Regions from separate parts of the Rattus norvegicus genome. Here region 1 is linked to region 2. Evidence: chromatin contacts called from public Hi-C data. All regions are on one chromosome and are shown on one strand. Each heading gives the region's core, a stretch centred on a gene start, on an enhancer-like site or on the middle of the called end of the contact. The rest is flanking DNA. Distances are from core to core; before and after follow the strand shown.

Evidence for each region. A called contact is a pair of places that touch in the nucleus more often than the background predicts.
Region 1: a contact with region 2 is called in a Hi-C map of Schwann cells, with 4 times the contacts expected there. The contact joins the enhancer-like site here to the promoter of Efnb2 in region 2. A contact is called at or near these places in 3 of 12 Hi-C or Micro-C datasets (the A7r5 cell line, Schwann cells and mammary epithelial cells).

Annotation. Positions count from the first base shown.
Region 1 is chr16:88,144,306-88,150,539 of GRCr8, forward strand. No RefSeq gene overlaps it. Among named protein-coding and RNA genes, the nearest start is that of Efnb2, 660 kb to the left of the region's middle. Within about 2 kb of position 3,301, at least 2 of the 93 cell types and tissues checked have an H3K27ac peak or open chromatin away from gene starts, as enhancers often do. A contact at or near this core is called in Schwann cells, where this site is marked.
Region 2 is chr16:87,481,263-87,487,160 of GRCr8, forward strand. Efnb2 (ephrin B2) reads left to right here and starts at 3,953. Exons shown (of 5, transcript NM_001107328.2): 1 at 3,953-4,092. The coding sequence starts at 3,962.

The DNA.
Region 1 (6,234 bases), core at 2,051-4,550, 660 kb after region 2:
CAGCTTCTTACTTAGCATTTGAGGTTGTCTCCAGCTCTTCAAAACCAAATGCCAAGAAGAAAAATGTAGTGACAATTATATCCAAACTGTCTTTTCATTTGTTCAGAATAAAGACTTTCCATGTCCTCAATGCATTATTTTTAGAAAAGAGCTTGCAAATGCAGACTAAAATCTCCCATGTCCTAATTTAGAAACAGTATGAAGAAACATTGTAAAAATATACCCATTGTTTTCTTCAGAAAAAAATTATACACACCAGTTTATGAAAACATGTTTGATGTTTTAATTATAGTTAATATCTCAATGTACTGTTTCAAATGCACACATATGCATGCACTCAGTACCCGAACCACAAATGGTACAATGTACATCTTGAAGCTGTTGGCTGAAAAAGATTCTGCATCATTTCTAATATAATTATTTCAATGCAAACTGAAGCATATGTTTTATTGTTAGATCGGAAATGTTGAAATATGCCTTTAACTGTGGGGTAGATACTATAACTAAATTGTACTTAAATTAATGCTGCAATATACTTAATCAATATGGACTTTTGAAAAGAACTAATATTTTGGACACTGTCACACAACTACCGTTTTGGACTTTGTCATACACTATATCAAAGTCATAAAGTTCTTGTTAAAAATTTACTAAGGGACTTTAAAATATCACTCTGCAGAAGATTCAAGAGTAAATTATGATCTTCTAGGGAATTCAAGTCCATACAAAAACTCTTGAAGAATGATAAAATAAATGAATACATGCAAAATAAAATATATCTCATAATTAATAACAATCTGCATTCTTTAGTTAGTGAAGTAGTGAGCTAAGACAAATTGAAACACAGCTGCCATGACTGAAACTTCCAGGAGACCAAGAGAAACTGGTTTATAAAGTTGCATACTGGAAGTAGTCGAAATGAATCTCTTTCTAGCCACATGGCATTGACTCAGGGAAGCGTCTCACAACTGAGTACTCTGTGAAGCCTGCTTTAGTGAATATGTACAACCCAGGTATCCCAGATGATATAGGTTGACCTTTATCTAAATAGAAAGTGCTGAGTCCCACAATGGAAACAGTCATAATGTAAACAATGTCTGGAAATACCCCCTATCCACAGAAAGCCCGAGACAAGATGGTCATAGTTGATGTAACTAAGTGTAAGATACAGTAAATTTCTGTCATTTATCATCTAAATACTAGAGCTATACATGCAGGCCAGGGTTGCCAGATTAGTTCATGGGAAGCAATGCCCAGAAGGTTAACACTGCAAGAGTGAGGTCACGAGGCCAGAGTCCTCCCCATGGTATCAGATTAGTGTATTTATCTTTCCTGTGTGCAAGGATAACACATGGAAGCAGCTACATGACACCCCAAAGCAAAACCTTCACCAGGTCTTCGTCATGGTGCATCCCTAACCTCTAACATTTGGTCTCCAGAAATATGAAGTATAAATTTGTGCTATTTCCAAGTCAAACAGCAGAAATTTATTACAGTATTCAGACTGATTTTGAGAACAGAAGGCCTTACTGACCAGAAGTGGTGTTCAGCAGTTAGAAGAGGAAATAGGAACGGTACTATCAATAACAGTATAGACAGCAGCAATCTCTCCTGTGCTCCTGATGCTTTAGAGGTTGATAGGTGGTCATTCTGCTCATTCCAGTGGAGGAATAATCTGGCCTGTGTCAGTTAACAGAGGTGGTTATGAAGAGCTTCTGTAGGCCTCTGGAAGCCCCAGGAAGGGAATAGGTACTCACAAAGGCAGACTGCCTTGCTTGAAACTTCACAGAAGCCACTGCCATGTCCCTGGATGTAATGGCCTGCTGTGGGACCTTTACTTAGTAGACTGCAGTCCTGAGTGACCAGAGGCCAGAATCAGGTTGCTGTGTAATAAGAACTGAGAAATGAAGGCACATGACCTTGAACTAGACCCCTGGGCAAATTATTCCTGCTGATTTCTGGCTGAGTTGGGGAGAAACACACTGTTGAGTGATTTCCAGGAAAAATTCCTTGGAAGTATTGGCTTTTTATAAATGAAAGTTCAAAACCTTGACAAAGAGAATAAGTCTGAAAAGATAATCATACAAGGAGAAGGGGAAAGACCAGCATGAATTGTTACCTGGTCTCAGCACCTAACAGGTGGCTCATAATGCTTCAAGCCTTGATTCACTTTCATCAAGGCAGAATTCATTTCACAGCATAAAGCAAGCTTGAGAACCCCTTGATGTCCTTGTTCCTCGGGGTGTTTTGAGTATTCAATACTAGAGACCAATGTGACATTGCTTCCTTGGAGTCCTTGCATCAAGCAGAGAACCTTTTGTGGGAAAATATTCTAGAAAAGGGATGTGTGAAAGGGCAATCCTTAAAATACCCTTCAGTAGTATTTGCACAGAGAATGTGGAAGACATTGCCCTGGAGAAATGTTTTAGAATGAGCAACATTGAGAAGGAGGAAGCAGGCTGTCTTACACACTTTTACTCACACCTGCCAAGACCTCTCTGCTCCCAACAGGATCTCAAGACCAACTGGCTCTGATGAGCAGGGAGGAGGTTGAGACCAAGCCATTTGTGGAAGAGTACCAGAGAATTCCACTATGACTCATTCAACATGGCACAATGCATTTTTTTCTAACATATTAAGCTTGCTGAAATTGGACAGAGTATCCTTTACAGATTTCAATGCCCACATTGTTTCCGTCCACTCAATAGCTAGAGGCATGAAAACCATAATTAGCAAGTGCCCAATTTGGAGATTTTTTTTAAAGCTTAAAAGAAAATATACATATTTTTCCCACCACACAAAGACTTAAGCTACTTACTGATTATGCAGATAAGAAATGATCTCAAATGTACAAATGGAATAATTTGCAATCTAGAGTTCTTTTCTATGCCCTGGGCTTTTATTTCGAGGTTTCTAATAGGTTCATAGACCTGTTCTTTTTTTGTTCTCTAAAAACTAGAGTGCTTCAGCTTGGGAAAAATGAGTGCTTGTTTCTTTTGATTCTTCATTAGGTGCTGTCTGAGAATGAATAATTGATTTGTAATCATATTTTAGAAAAGATCAACAATTATATACATTATTAAGTGTTTGATTATAATTAACATAGAAGTTATTTAAAAAATCAATAAGGAAATAAAACTTACTGCAAAAAACTTAGTTTTGCTTTGAGCCCTGGCTGATGAATGAGGAAGCTGACCCAGAGTTTCCTGCCTCGCACAAAATGCTTCCTGAATGTGGTGAGTACTGGTCATAGAATTGCCAGTTCTGACATTTTCATGGCAGTCTGTGTCCTTCACCACAGACCTGAACTTTTAACCTTTACTCACTGAAGACTTTCAGCAATGTAACTGTGTACTCTGTGGTCTCTGTCTGTTGGCTTGGTTGGCACTTTGGTTCAGTAAAGGATAGTATACCACAGGTTGTTTAGCCACATCTTTGGTCTGTATCCACTGCAAGGCAGTGTCACTCCCTACTCATTCAGGACAACCAAAATCATTACTGTAGACAGGAGGTGTCTCAGAATGGACTACATGATTCCCTGGGTTCAACATGACGGCCTTGAGTGGGGGGAAATGTTACATTTGGACAATTACAGTCACATATTGCTGACAGTGGGATGTGTTCTGATGGCTTCATCTCAGGTAATTTCATTGTTGTACAATTGGCACAGAGTGGGTTTGCACAAACTCAAGTCAGCACAGACTCCCAGGACAGTTAGGATACACAGATAGCACATGGCCTAGGCTGTACACAGGCTGCAATATCACTGCACTGAGTGTTCCCAGCAAACAGAACAGAATGATTAAGTGTTTGTGTATTTAAGTCTATTGAAACATAGAAAATCTTTACTCAAAACTAGAGGTACCAATAACAAATAGTGCAGCTGTCTGGGTATCTTCCCCTCTCTGTGAGTCAGGAGGGAAGTGGCATTACTGTGATTCTCTGTGACTTTGTGAACACTTTGTGTTCCCTTAGATCATACTGATTTTCTAAAAGACTGTTTCTCCAAGAATATTAGTCTTGGTTCTTTAAAGCATTTTTGCTATATAAACTTAAGTTTTGAAACTGTTTGACACTATTTTTATAGTTATTAATTTCTGAGACAGAAACACAGATACTAGCCTAGGACACACACCTGTCAGGACGTACACTATCCCTCTACTGACCCATCATCTCTTTCTCCTCTCTTTCTCTCCCTCCTTGTCTCCCTTCTCTAGCCCTATCTCCTCTCCCCATCCTTCTCTCCACTCTCTAGTCCTGTCTGGCCTGCCCATTTCTGTCTTCTCTTCACATCTTGCTCTTAGAAACATGTTCAGTGGCAGTGCCATGTGTGGTACTGTTCCCTCTTCTGTGAACAAATCTCTCCTCTCTCTGCACCTTTGGATGGCCTGCTGGTTGCTTCCTTTGGAGTTGTTACTCTTTAGAAATATGTCTGACTGTCTCTCATCTTCTTTTGTGTTCCTCTCTTCTCCTTGCTCCTCTGTCTGTAACCCCTGCCTTTCTCTTTCCCTTTCTTCATCCCGTGTCTCTTTCCCTTTATCTTTCATTCTTTTCTCTGTCTTCCCATCCACCCTGCCCCTTCATCATCATTCTCTTTTTTTCCTTTGCTCCCCTGACCTTATTTCCTCTCCAGGTCCCTTTTCCTTCCTTCCTTCCTTCCTTCCTTCCTTCCTTCCTTCCTTCCTTCCTTCCTTCCTGCCTGCCTGCCTGCCTTCCTGCCTTCCTGCCTTCTTTCCTTCCTTCCCTCCTTCTCATCCTCTTCCTTCTCCTCCTCCTCCCCCCCTCCATATGAGTACTCCTCTATGGTAGTGATCAGACCTACACAACCATACTTCATAGGGAGCTTACTGATATCTGCCAGAGATTTTGTTAAGCCCCTCACTCTGAATTTTATTCTCTTCCTCTTCCTTAGGTCCCCACTTTCTTAACTCTTAAAGAATGGCATTTGGTTCAGCATTGTTAAAACTTTATAGGACCACCATTTCATGTGCAGTCACTTTGACCAAAATAATGTAAGATTGTATGTGACTGTACTGCTCAGTTTTATATCTGAAGGTCAAACATATGACATTCTAAGACTATGGTTCTCAATCTTGGTAATGCTCTGACCCTAGAATATAGTTCCTCATGTCGTGGTAACCTCCCCACCCCACCATAAGATTATTTTGTTAGTACTTCATAAGTATAATTTTGCTACTGTTTTGGATCATAATGTAATTTTCTGATATGCAGGATACACAGATTAAGTACTATTGCAGCTGTTTGAGAACAACATTGTCATCTCATTTGGTCAACATCATCATTCAGTCCCTTTGTGAAGACTGAATGACATAGATTCAGTTGTTTCTTCTTAGGGTTTCCATCCCAAACACAAATCCCCTTTTCATGCTATTCTTCAGTACTGACAGACAGAAAGTGTGTGGATGGAGCCATAACTTGTTGTCACTCATCTTGATAAGTCTCTTGTGATCTATAATTCCAAGTTGTCTTATAAAGTACCAATCCTTCGAAAGTCTGTGCCCCCTAAAGTTCCCAGACATTTTGGGCATCATTTAGATATTTGTTTTAAGAAGCTTCCATGTTCTTTCTTAATCTTGTTATTTATCTCCTAAGCACTTTTCTCCTCTTACCTGAGAGAATGTTTGGTACAAATTATTGTGTCATTGCTCTGCCAAAAGAATTATCTAAAAGTGATTTTCCTAGCAAACCAATATAAAAATGTAGACAAGATTATCCCCATTATAGACTCGAAGTCTTCTATGCCTCCAGGGTCTTTGTGTTAATTCTCTTTGCTCTTTAAAACAGCATAAAGTGGTATTGAGAAATATATTAGAATTTACTGTTCCATAGAAAATATTTGCATGTAAGTGATTTTTGTCAAGTTTACACTATAAAGGTCGATTTAAATCAAACATTAACATTTCATCTTATATACCAACTTTAGGTAGCAGGCTGACAAGGAAACAATACACCAGGCAACCCAAGGATTGTTCAGAAGAAAAGATGCATTCAAAGGGGGGGGGGAAGAGGGCCAATGTGTAGAGACAGACAATCAAACAATGTCCACCCAGTGATTTCCTATTCAAAACATTCAGTTCCAGGATTGTCACCTAAGAAAATGATATTCCTTTGTGAGTACAAGGGCTGAGCTATAAGGAAATTGATTAACACTTGCTCCCCAAGAGAACTGGGGAAATGCAATTGACCTTTTTTTTATTTTTCAAATTTGACATT
Region 2 (5,898 bases), core at 2,703-5,202:
TGGCTAATGCGTAGCACCATACACGTGTAGCTAGTTGCCATTTATCATGATTGGGCTGCTCTCCTTGCACTGCAGCAGAGCAGGTCAGAGTCGCAGGATTCCAGTGTGCTGAGAGCCCTTCAGCCCCATCTGTTAAAGCAAACCACAGTGCTTGTTTTTGTACTAGAGTGCTCTGCAAAATATGTAGAGGTACAACTTTTACACTCAGTCGTTGGATTGACAAGTACTGTTTGAAAAGAACGTGGTTCCCCTTTCAATCCTCAGATTATTGAGTGGAGGATGTGAGGATGATTGCATTTTTCATACTTAAACTTCGTTTGAAACCAGTAAATTAAAGAACTGCATGTTGATGACTCAGAAGGTTCACACAGTCATATTTTGTTAAATATCTCATAACTATGGGATTAAAATGAAAGTGCTTCTTCACTATACATGTGGGTGGCTCTTGGGTCTCCTAGGGCAAAATGGCTGTTCCCTTTGAATTGGCAGATAAAGAATTAAGCATGGGACTGGTTGACTCTAAGTCCCTCTTGGGCCATTTGTAACATGGCCCTATTACCTAGGTATTGCCGTCAGTGGTTCCATTTGTAGGTTACAAGCAGTGACATTTGACTTTTCATGTTCCTTATCAATTACCTAATCGGTTCATAAAGCAGAGACCTTGTTTATGGTAAGGTCAGTTACACACTGGCGCTTTGTCTACCACAATACCTAACCCAGTTTGCAGGGTGGGCCTTCATGGACCTTTAGACCCCTCAGTTCACATTAGGAAACGCTTCGTTTCCTACTGCCTACACTGCTTACAGTATACAAATAGCACTACCATTACTGCAGTTGAAGCATACTATTTTTTCCATTAATACATAAAAGAAAAGGTTGAACTAGAGCCAGTTGACTGCAACCCTTTCCTAAGGAATGTGATCACACTTTCCCCTCCAAATCAAAGATTGGGAGCCTTTGATGTGGTCAAGTTGAAGAACAGTCTGAAGACCAGAGTGGTTAGCATTGGCTTTAAGGTGTGGTGTATGGTACATTTTTACTGGCTAGTGAATTGTTCTTTCTGAAACTCAGCTTTGCTTCCTCTCTGTAAGAAATCATTTATATTTTGTAATAACTTGTACTTTTAAAATTCCAAAGTCTACTGACTGAGAAACATCCTTAGCTTTAGAATTCAGTGACTTCGTCTGCTGAAGTACTTTGTTGTCCTTTGGCAAAGAGTTGTGTCCTGTTTTCAAAACAAACCCAAGAATGTATTTGTAAAATGAAGTTCCAGTCGGAGACATTGCAGTGTGGTGTGGCCAGGCTCTAGAATTTCTGCTGGTCGCCATCTGTGTAAAACACAATGGCATTTTTGCCTAGGATGATGACAAATGTAATATTAAATATGAGTGGTTTGAGGTTGTGTTTTAGTTTCCCAAATTACTGGATAAACAGTTGACCAGAATGTTGTGTGCAGTCACTGGCCCCTTGTGCCCACAGGTATCTGCTTACTACAGGTATATCTGAAATTAGCTCCATGTCCCCTTGTAAAGTCACACAGTAGGAATATTATGTGTGTGTTTTTTAAAAAGTGCATTTACACTGACCCCAAAGTAAAAATGCTTTGGGTGTTAGAATATCTGGCTTACTGAAAATGGTATTTTTAGAAGCTGGGTTATTTTCAGACCTTACAAAATTCCTCCTTTAGTTTACCAGAGAGAGGATGTATGGGGAGCTAAGAGGTCACAACTTAAATTTCATAACACATACTGAGTCAGACCATGACTTAAAAACCCTTTAATTTCACACTAGATTTCTATGAATTTCTTAAGTGAGATCTTAAAAAAAAAAAAAAGTGCCCTTTTATTCTTCTTCCCCCAGTAAAGGTCAAATAGCAGTGCCTGTCAGTTTTTCAGTCAGGAAGTTCAAAAAACATTCCTGGTGTGCGTGTAGCCCTTCCTTAGCCTAGCGTGAATCCCATCTCAATACCCCACCCCCAATCGTATTGCAGGCATACTTAAAAATAGTAATTACAGAAAAGCTTTTCTCAAAGCTGTATTTTGGTGAGTGTGCTCAATACTTTGGATGTTTTAGTGTTTTGGTTTAAGACGAGTTTTTCCAAATCAACTCTTAGCACACACTAACTTACAGTTTTTGAAAGCCAACACTTTTAGAGCTCGAAATTTGCTTTAAAGAAGGGGGGGGGTCATAGTAACTAAATCCGGTGTTCATACAGCCACGTGGGAGTTGTGTTTAAAGATACTGGTGTGGAAACTGCTTAGTTCCATATGAAGAAACTCTGGTATTGATGGATAGCATTTTAAGAACAGACGTGGTTAATTTTTGTTGGGCCATGGGCTATACATGAGACTGTGCCTTCCACCTACTGTGCTCTCCTTGCTACCGGGCCTCTTAAGTGTTTTTCAACTTGGGAGTATTTGGATCCTTAAGATCTGTTTCGGTAGCTGGTAGGCTTGTTCTGAAGTACAGAGGGTAAAAGTGGGCGCTAGTGGGCGCTGTGGATCCGTAGAAGTCACAGCCGTGGTGCAGTTCTCAAAATCGGTCTTGGGCAAGCAACCGAGAACCACAACTGCCACTTCTCTGACTGATAGTCGTCCGGGTCAGCCCTAACTTCCCGGCCACTGTGGGGTCGCGGGGTCTCTCGGGAGCTAGTGAAGAAAAATCCACTCAGACTTTGGCAGTGGAGCTTTGGAGGCGCTGTTCTTGCGGAGAGAGGACCGGAAAGGGAGCGGGCGCACGGAGATAGGCCCGGGGCGCACGGAGTTGGAGCGCGGGGTCGGGATGGGCGGCAGACGGGCTCTCACTGCCTGTGGGCAGCTAAGGCTCGCAGCCTCGCGGGAGTCTTTTTTGACTTGCGTCAGGCCGGGCTGGATCACTTGGTGCCAGAATCAAGCTAGAAGACCCTCAACTGGAGGCGCAAAGGAATCCGCGAAGGACTAGGGCGCCGTACGCGCGGGGGGCGGCGGGGAGCGAGCGCCGCACGGCGGAACGCTGCGTTCGCCAGGTCTCGCTCTGTCTTAACGAGGGCACTCGCCAGCCCAGGCACTTGCAGGTCGAGGCCACCCTGCCGTCGCGAGTGGCTAAGAGGCGGCCAACCCTGTGCCCTGCGCCTCACGGGGCCACTAGTGCGAGGTCCCCGGCGCCCTACGTGGCTGGTCCCGGGGGCGGGGCTCACCTGTCAGGGGCGCCGTACCTCTGGGCGCCCAGTGTCGGATAGGGGCGGCAGACGGACGGGAGTGCTGTCCAATCAGCGCGTGCTCGCGGCGCGGCGAGCCAATGGACTGCATGCGACTGGGCGGGGCCCCGCGTTTATAGTGCTCTGACAGCGCGCTGGGCGCGCTGACTCTCCGCGGCGGGGACTGAGGCACCGGTCGGATCGCGGAGCTGCGCGCTGAGCGGGTCCTGGCGCCCTCCCCGCACACAAAGGCCCGCGCGCGTCAGACGCCTGCGGGGGTCCCAGTGCTCTCCTGACTGCTTAGCGGCGGCGAGTTGCGAGGATTCAGGAGGCGCCCTTTCTCTCTGCGCTCCAGGACATGGAACCGCGCCGACGAGGCGCTCGCTTGCCCGGGCCGCTGCCCGCTGTCCTGGATCTATAGTCAGGCGGCCCCTCTCGGGGAGCAGCACCCGCCACCTCACACCGACTGGTCTCTCCGCTGCGGGCCTTTGTCCCGGCCCAGTGCCCTCGCCGCGCCCGCCCTCCGCGGCTGGCCCGGCACCCTGGAGCCGCACGGGAGCCGGCTGTCCCAGCTGCGTCCGGCGCGGCGCCCCGGAGCCCCGAGTCCGCCGAGCCGCCGCGCCCCGCGCGTTCGACCCCACCCCGCGCGCTGAGGGCAGCGCAGGGTGAGCGCACCTGGCCTCGGCGACCGCGGGAGCGGCGCGTCCGCCGGGGAGGATTGGTGGTCGCGACCGGCGGCCGGTCCCATCGCGCCCCGGAGTACGCAGAACTGGGAGCGGTTTGGCCATGGCCATGGCCCGGTCCAGGAGGGACTCTGTGTGGAAGTACTGTTGGGGACTTTTGATGGTTTTGTGCAGAACTGCGATCTCCAGATCGATAGTTTTAGAGCCTATCTACTGGAATTCCTCGAACTCCAAGTAAGTGGCGTCCATGATCCTTCCCTCTTCCGCGGTGCCCTCGGCCGGCGCCCCGTGGGTACGCCGTATGGTCGGGGCGGGAGGAGGCCCTGGAGCCTGTTTCTAGAACCTGGGGCTCCTGTCCCCCACCCCCCACCCTTCCACATTTCTCTAGGTGAGGACCGGCTGAGCTAGAGAGCGCGGGTTCCAAGGGTACTCTTTTTGGGGCTCCAACCTCAAGTGCTCTAGGGGTTCCAAAGCCCTGGCGACTCGGTGGCATGTCCGGAAAGGTGTCTGATGGCGTTACCCGGCCCTCCCTTCTTTTTCGAGGACGGAGAACGTTGCCACTAACCGGGCTACAGACACACACTGGCGGGCTACAGGGACTGGAGAGATGCTGCGCTTGCGAGGAGCGCGGGAGCCACGGGTCGGGGCCCAGCGAGAAGGCGACAAGAACTGAGGGTCTGGGGTAGTGGAGAGTCCCTTTGAAGTAGGGACGCTGGGCCCGGGGCGTCCCTGAGCCCGGGTGCCTCGGCGCCCTTTCCCTAGCCCAAATGTGTGCGGGGAGCTCGATGGCTCGGCCGTAAACTCCGGCGGCGAGCCCTCTGCATGTCGGCCTCTCTTTTCGCGTCCCAACTGGTGGTCTAGCTCCCGTGCGGCGCGGTCCGCTTGGGTGGCTTAATTTTAACGACGCCTTCAGGGCCCTACCCAGTCAACGCTGCAGCCTTTGCACTTGGGGGATCGGGAGTCCCTTGTTCATACTTGCTTTTAGCAAAGCTCACAGTCGGGAGAAAACCAGGCCTGAGTAACTTTCAGGTCTGGGCTCCCAGGGTGCGCTCCGCGTTTCGAAAATGCTAGCCATCCCTTGGTATATGCAGCCATGGCCCCAGTAACCGCGCCTGGGTGCTGCCTCTTATCTCATTTTCCAACCATCGCCAGAAAGTGCTGTGCGGAATTCTGGACTCAGCCCTAGGAGAGCGTGGAGACCCGGCTGTCTCCTAGCCGGACTCAGACCTTTCAGATTAGAAGCAAAATCAATGGCCTAATTGAAGTTGAGCGTGTGGTGCACGGCTTCAGAGTAGAGGTGAACGAATTGTTTTTTTCTTTTTCTTTTTCTTTTTTTTTTTTTAATTACCCCATAAGCAAAGAATTGTACCTACTCTCTTGAAAGTGGTAAATTTTAAATTCACCAACATAACTGACCAAACATGTTTCCCCAAGAAGGAGCAAAAAATAATCTACAGTTGTAAATGACCCAAAACGTTTTTTTGCGTGCTGCCAGGAGGCCCTTGTTTTAAAGTTACTGAGGCCCCCTCTAGTGTAGTCTTCATCTGTTAAATAATTTTGTTTTGTTTTGTTTTGTTTTTTAAAGCGAGGTGTTTGCATTTGCTCTCCTGGCGTGGTATCTTTGCAGCCACACGGGATCTACAGGCACCTGGTGGTGCCAGAAGGCGCCTGGCTGGGATCTGAGCGCTGCAGCCTTCTTCACTCAGACTGGGGCCCTGGTGGTGGCTGCTGCTGACGCTCGCCGTGCCTACAGAGGTCACCCTTCCCTGCCGAATGTTAGCTGTGGGCGCGCCCATCCCCCCCCCCTCCCTTCCCCGGGCTGCCTGTTTTCTCCACTTTGCACTTTCACTCACAGCCTCTTTTGGAGAGGCTGAGTCTTTCCCCCCCCCCTCCGGTTCGGATTTAATATTTATATTTAAATCTAGTTTAAAGAAGTTCCACTGAAGCCCTTCCGAGCAACATAACCGTCTTTTGCGCTCCTAGTGACCACTATACTTGGGTGTGCCGCCGGAAGGATTAGAAATAACGAGTTGTTTAAAC